2 separate regions of the Ovis aries genome follow, and region 1 is linked to region 2. A link is a contact called in public Hi-C data. All regions are on one chromosome and are shown on one strand. The core of a region is the stretch at or near the end of the contact, and the rest is flanking DNA. Distances in the headings are between cores, read along the strand shown.

Region 1 (3,518 bases), core at 919-3,418, 48 kb after region 2:
GAAAACACGACTAAGGTTCATAAACTAGGGACCCATGAGAATGTGTTATGTTCCTAAGAAAAGCTTTGAAGGAACTTTTTTGTTTCAGATGTAGAATTTTGGGGGTCAAACTCTCTGTGGTTTGTAATGTATGGGAAAACATACAGTGTCTAAGCATAGCTCTTTCAAAGGTCATGCAGATCTTGGCTCCACTGGTTGCCTGCAGTGGCCTTTAACCCTTTCATGTCTTCTTGTCTTTGAGACAGGAGTGACAATAGAACGCAAGGGTTTGTGAGGGTTAAGATGATAAGACATTTAAAGTTATTAGCCTGGCTCATAGCTTGCAGTCATAAATAAATTTTTTTATTAAATCTTTTTAACCAATAAAAGATGTCTAGGCTAGTAAGTTCTTCAGCATTTAGAGGTGTCTGAACTTTAGGATGCTGTGGAATGGTTCAAGTACCAACTTGATAGTCAGACCGGAATAACTGTATCACCCAGTTTAAAAAAAAAAAAAAAGACATCTCTTCAGGGATCCATTAAGCAATATGACTTGCCACTTTTTCCCATGAAAACACTATTCCTCATCCCCATTCCCACCCCCTCCATCCCTTTTATTGTATGTCTTGTATAGATTCCCAGTTTGAAAGCAAAGCCAAGGTTTCTAGGTTTTTTTTAATCTTGGAGGGTTTTTAAAAGGGAATTCCGGATAGGTATGGTGGTGTTTTAAGAATCGCAAGTGACCTATCTTCATTTCGAAGCTGATATAAAATGTTTGTGAAATGAAACTCAGTGTTGTCAGTTTTACATGGTTCCTCAGGGAAGCGGGCCACGCCAGTGCCCTGAAGGCGTGAGCTCAGGGGAGTGGAGGGGCCGTACCCCACTGACTAGGACTTAGAAACAGTTTTGTGGGGCAGATACCTGATTTATCATGCTGTTTGACCCAGGACAAATAAAATGCCTTTCTGGCAATTTTAAAGACCTCTGTAGATATAAAGGTTTATATCTACAGATACCGTCCATATATATATAATTTTTAGGACTCTTCTGTTTTGTGTTTTTGTCTTTAGAGAGTTTAAATTGTAACCTTCTCTGTCTTATGTTGGTGTTCCATGGTATTGACCACCATGTAAAGAAGCTGACTAATTAAAAAGGATAGTTCTGTTTCTGTCACTGCTTCATTAACAATGCTTACCCTTAGAGAGTTCTCTTTCATGTTTAGCTGAAGTTCCTTTTTTGCTGAATTTTTCCATTTTTGAGTGGAGCTGTAAAATGTCTGCTAATATGTACTGTATTCTCTCTAACTTTTAGTCTTTAGGAGTACGATTACCGCTCAGAATTTTTTTTGCATTTGCTAAGTCCTTTTACTCCCTCCAGAAGTCTCATTTTCAGCTTCTTAAATCATCTTCATTATTCTTTTCAATTAGGCTTGGAACTCTAATATGGATCTAACTGAATGTGTTAGTTACATACGTAGAGTATAACAGTGGCTTAGCACCCTGCATCTGTAACAGCCCTGTTATGTTAGCGGCGTCACGGAAGGAGCATTTTACTGTCAGCTAGTGATCAACGGTGATCCGTAGTGTATACGCGCATTTCCTGATGTGTGTTCATAATTTGTCTTTATTCAGGTTAGTTGGTCTGTATTGGACAGCTTTCCGTTGTTTTATGATTTCCCTTATTTTATGATTACTCTGATATCTGAAGAACCTTTTGTAAATCACATCTGCACAGCTGCAGTTTCCCTCCCGGGTCATGACCTAAGACTCTTTGCCAGTGCAGAGGTTGCTGTGTTTCTCAATCATGCTGGCTGTATTCTGTGCCCACGTGCCAGTGCATTCATTATTAACTGGGTGATCTCATGAGCTTCGGCAGGCAGGGATTTCCTGCTCGAGAGCCTCGTGGGAGCCTTGAAAACTGCTGGGTATTCTGAAGTATTGCTGTGAGGATGAGAGGATGTCCCCCACAGTGGTTGAGATCCATGTTGAGTTCAGCCTACTTCCCCAATTCCGTCTCTCCTTTACAGCCCACCGCCCCCACCCCCTTCTGTTCCCAGGCTGTCGTGAGGGAGTGGAAAGAAATTCTGCAAGAGCTGGCTTCTGGCCCAATGCTCGTGATGGGTGCAGAGGGCAGAGATGGGTGGGCTGGCGTGGGAGGAGCTTTCAGGGATTTGGACCCCGCTGAGGCTCTTCTTACCTTTGTGTCTCCCTAGGTTAGAGTCATTTCTCCTTTGTGTGCAGTCGGTCAGCCTACTTTCCTGAGTCATTGTTTGCTCGGAGGATTAGGCGTGTTGAGGTGGTCGATGCGTGCTCCGTATTGTTTCTTACTGAGTGGCACTCCTCTCTCGCTGCAACTGAAGCAGCTGGAGTTGGAGTGGTCTGGGAGTGGGGACACGGTGGGGGAGACTTGGCTGTTGGTGACTCCTGTGCCATTTTTATAAACAGGACCCCTTGGTTGCCACCAGAAGCGGAGATAAAGCGGTGATCAGTAGCTTTAGAGGCATGTCCTCTGCTGAGTGGGCCAGACAAGGTAGGGGTGGGGAGGTCAGGGAAGAGCAAAACCCTCGTCCTTTTGTTTTTATTTGTTGATTGTCTTCCATTATTAAAAAATAGTCTAGAGAGGGATGTATGTGAAGCACTGATACTTGGCCAAAATCACCTCAGGTTCGTATAGAACGTTAACCAAAGTTGAGAAAATATCAAAGTGACAGAACAGAACAGGCCATCTCCTAAGAAAGGCTTGGTAGGTAACTGACATCAGGACTTTTCTCTCTTGATTATCCTCTGCTGATTAGATCTCTTTTGCTCAGAATCTTGTAATATATCCCCCCACTTAAAACCGACTATCAGATAATTGAATACAAAAGTCCAAACTGCTCAGCTTGACATTTGAAACTCTTGAGTGCTAAGCTTCCTCTCTGTGTCATCTGCTTCTTTCCTACTGAAGTACAATCCGTGGGCCAGCAGCTTCGGCATCACCTGGGAGCGTGTTAGAAATGCCGACTCTCAGCCCCTACGTGGACCATGGCATCAGCACTAGATTGCAGCAAGGCCCGCACGTGTGTGGAAGCCCGCCGCAGCGGGAGAATCTCTGATCTGCCTCATTCTCCTTAATCTCCCTTTTCGTCCCGCAGTCAGGCTAGCCAAACATGTTCTGCACTTCCCCAGTGGCCTGCCTTTCTTCAAATGCTAACGATTTCCCAGAAAAGTCATTTTTCTCAACTTCCTCTCTTTAGTTCCATTCATCTGATTGACTCGGTGTCTAAATATGCCAAGAACTGGTTTGGATTTCAGACATGACTGGACACACAGACTCGACACTGTTTGTATAGGCTCCCTGGAAGACAGCTCCTTTGACCCCCAATTCTACTTCTAGAAGATTTTCCTGAAATAATTATCAGAAAAGAATGTAAAGAAATGTGTATAAAGTTGATCACTACAATATTATGTATAATAGTGAGAAATTGATAAATTAATAAATTTTGTTATTGCATATTCAAGATGGTAGGATATATTACTGAAATGAGAATACATCAACAA
Region 2 (3,511 bases), core at 656-3,155:
GACTCTGAAGAGTCTTCTCCAACACCACAGTTCAAAAGCATCAATTCTTCGGCGCTCAGCTTTCTTCACAGTCCAACTCTCACATCCGTACGTGACTACTGGAAAAACCATAGCCTTGACTACGTATTAAGAGGTTAAATTTTGCTTTTCATTAAATACCAGCCCTTATAAAAGTGAGATACCTTGGGAATTTGGAAATAAAAGTAAGAATAAATTAGCTCATTGAAAAAGAAAACGTCAGAGAAACCTTCCATCAATGGCTCTATTCACTTTCTAAAACCTTGGTATTTATCTGTTTGCTGACCGTGATGGAAAACATGAGTGGGATTTAGCCTGGCATTATATTTTAAAAAGTGTCCAAAGCATTATTCCTTTTAGAGTTTCTTTCCCTGCCCCCCCCCCCCCCACCCCCTTTGGACATTCTGGAGTCATCTGACATCATTCATAAACTAAGACTCCAGTGGTAATGGATTAATCCCAGTCTTGGTTAAGAAGTGCCGAGGCAAAAACCATGTGAATGTTAAAATATGTATGTACTTTGGCCTCCAGGCTCGTTTGTTTGAGGTTTATCTGAGGTGATGTTGTCATTTGGCAATTCTGAAAAGATTATTTCTTTGGGTTTGGGTTCGGTTAGCAGATGAGCTGGAGAAGGCAACTCCAGTACTCTTGCCTGGAAAGTCGCATGGATGGAGGAGCCTGGTAGGCTGCAGTCCATGGATGGGGTCGCTAAGAGTCGGACACGACTGAGCGACTTCACTTTCACTTTTCACTTTCATGCATTGGAGAAGGAAATGGCAACCCACTCCAGTGTTCTTGCCTGGATAATCCCAGGGATGGCGGAGCCCAGTGGGCTGCCGTCTGTGGGGTCTCACAGAGTTGGACACGACTAAAGCGACTTAGCAGCAGCAGCAGCAGGAGATGAGTAATGGATGGTAATCCTTCTCGATTTTTTAGACATGAATTCAGACATGACTGAAGTTTAGACAGTCTGAGAAATAATCTAGTGATCAGGAGGTGACCAAAGCCCCCTCACCTGAACATGTGATTCAGGCTCATAGACCTTGGGGTCCAGTCTCATGTCCCGTCACTGCTGCTTCTGTGGTTCTCAGCATTTAGGACCCCCCTGTGCAGTCGTGGAAACCCACTCCAGTATTCTTGCCTGGGGAATCCCACGGACAGAGCAGTCTGGCGGGCTCCAGTCCGTAGCATCGCAAAGAGTTGGACACGACTGCCGCTACTTAGCAGACATGCACCGCGTAGTTGGGTCAGGCAGAGAGGTCCCTGGCTTCCCCTTGACGTAAGTGGAGGTGTTTCCACGTTGAGTACTGCCACTCAGCTCTTCTGGAGCTCTTTCACAGTTAAATCAGCCGAACCTCAGTGTCGCGTGGTGCACGGTCCAGATGAAATGGCCCAAAGCGTTTGTTCTTGGCGTCCCTGCCTGGACAGCTTGTGGTATTCTTTGCAGTTTCAGAGATTTGCTGGAAAGAATTTTAGCAGTAGCATTATTATTATTGTTTTTTGTGAGTGTGTGTCCCTTTGTACCTTTCCGTGTTTCTGAGTTACATGTCCATCTTCCAAAGACGTTTTTCACAGACTCCAGTTTAAATAGTGTTGCTTGTAGTGGTTGCAGTGGTAATGTGAACTGCTGTCACACTTTGCAGAAAGGGGTAGTGGGGAGACGGGAGAGGAAAGAGACTTCCATCATGTAGTGAAGTTATTCTTAAGCTCGTTTACTGGATTCCCATGCCTCATTCGAAAATAAGGTGTTAACTCCCAACGCTAATAATGAATCTTTGCTTCTGCTATCTTATTTGTATAAAACAGCGCGTGTCCCTGCAATCCTTGTTTTCCACTGTGCCCAGAAGGTCAACTAACTGGGGCCCTGTTGGTGCCAGTGGACAGGATTTTGTTGACACTCCAGGACACAGAGGTGGCGGGGTGCCTTCCCTCTTGGGGACACCTGTGATATAAGGAAGGGAGTCACCAGCTTCTCTCCCCTGCCTCTGTGGGAACACCAGGCCCTGGCCGTGGCTAACCACTCATTTCTCCTGGCTTGTTTAACTGGGAACAGCCATCTGTTATTAATAGTTTGAAACTTGCTTTTCTCTGGTCACAGACCAGTAGATAAGTCAGAATAGTTTGTACATGTTGATGGACATTATGGGAAGTTTATCTTTGAGGTTAGGGTAAGTGGGAGAATGAACACTTTGACCTGAGCTGAAAGCTTTTTTCTTACATAGTAGTTTCAGGTAGGTTGTCTGAGAGGCAGCATTTTCCTTTAAGTTTCAAATGATGGCCTGACTTTTGGGAAAATGCTAATTTTATGTGATATTTTCAAGCATGATACATTGTTACAGTCACAGCTAATGTTTATTGAGATCTAGTCACTGTTTTAACACAGGTTACCTTGAGTCCCCATGACAGCCCCATGTGGTCAGTAGTGTCTGAAGTCTGGAGAAGTTAAGTAACACAGCTCAGTAAGCGGCAGAACTGAGATTTAAACTTGGCAGTCGAGTGATCTTCACCACCACTCTGCTTCTATGTCCTCAAAGTTAGCACTGTGCGCTGCGGGACTTTGGCTCTTGTATTCAGATTCTCTGGGTCTTGGAATCTGAAACTGGATGACTGATTTGTCAGCAAGCATTATTTTAGATGTCTGTTGGCTAAAATACTGGAAGCAGGATTGTTGTTTGGCTCAAGAGATGGAAATTGTATATTTTTCCTTCAAAAATACAGTGTCTAAAAGGATACTAAAGGGACTGTGTAAGGAATTCCATATATTTATAAGTACTTAATTGGAATTCAAATACAGCAGATTCACCATTTAAAATTGAATGTAAAGCTCACTCATTTTGACTTACAGTTACGTCACACGATGGAAGTGACCTAGACTTTTCTATACGTTTGAATATCAGTATGCTTTTCCTTGTTTTTTTTTTTTTTTTTTTTCTTCTAGGAAGCTGGGATTTAGGTTGTTGAGAGAGGGGTCTGAAACAATAGGAGGAGGGTGGGGGGCTGAGCCGAGGGCAGTCATAAGAAGGTCACGTGGCAGTTGCTCCCCGATTCTCTTGCCTTCTGTTCCCAGACCTCTGCTGAGAAAAAGCGACTTACAGAAATGAAGCAGGTTGGTTCTTCCTATGGCTCTTCAGTCTGTGGACAATGAAAGTGGAAACGTTTAAATAGACGGAGCTGTAGTTTCTTTTGCTTGGCCTTCACGTGACTACTGGTTAAGGACCAGTGGAACTGCTTTTCTCTGCGTATGATAACTTACAGGCTGTTTTGAATTTCATTTTTCAACAACTCTTACTTTCCAAGAAGTTGTTTGGTAAGCACAGTAGCATAATTGAGTCATAGGACTCTGACGGAAGGGGAAATCTGGGCGTAGCAGTCAGCGGCACAGACAGTGTAATTGGATGATTGCTGCCTTTGTGATTATATTATTTTCTAGCAAAATTATATTGGGAAATGGCAGCAGGTTGTGTGATCTTCCAGAGCATGGTCTCTGACCGGA

Evidence for each region. Hi-C and Micro-C count contacts between places; a contact is called where the count stands out from the background.
Region 1: a Hi-C map of liver shows a contact between it and region 2, with 4 times the contacts expected there. The contact joins two enhancer-like sites. A contact is called at or near these places in 4 of 16 Hi-C or Micro-C datasets (liver, muscle, skin fibroblasts and 1 more).

The regions. Positions count from the first base shown.
Region 1 is chr26:37,914,078-37,917,595 of ARS-UI_Ramb_v3.0, forward strand. All of the region lies in intron 3 of PSD3 (pleckstrin and Sec7 domain containing 3), which reads left to right. Among named protein-coding and RNA genes, the nearest start is that of PSD3, 220 kb to the left of the region's middle. Within about 2 kb of position 2,169, at least 5 of the 54 cell types and tissues checked have an H3K27ac peak or open chromatin away from gene starts, as enhancers often do. A contact at or near this core is called in liver, where this site is marked.
Region 2 is chr26:37,866,271-37,869,781 of ARS-UI_Ramb_v3.0, forward strand. The region is part of intron 3 of PSD3 (pleckstrin and Sec7 domain containing 3); the gene reads left to right. Among named protein-coding and RNA genes, the nearest start is that of PSD3, 180 kb to the left of the region's middle. Within about 2 kb of position 1,906, at least 2 of the 54 cell types and tissues checked have an H3K27ac peak or open chromatin away from gene starts, as enhancers often do. A contact at or near this core is called in liver, where this site is marked.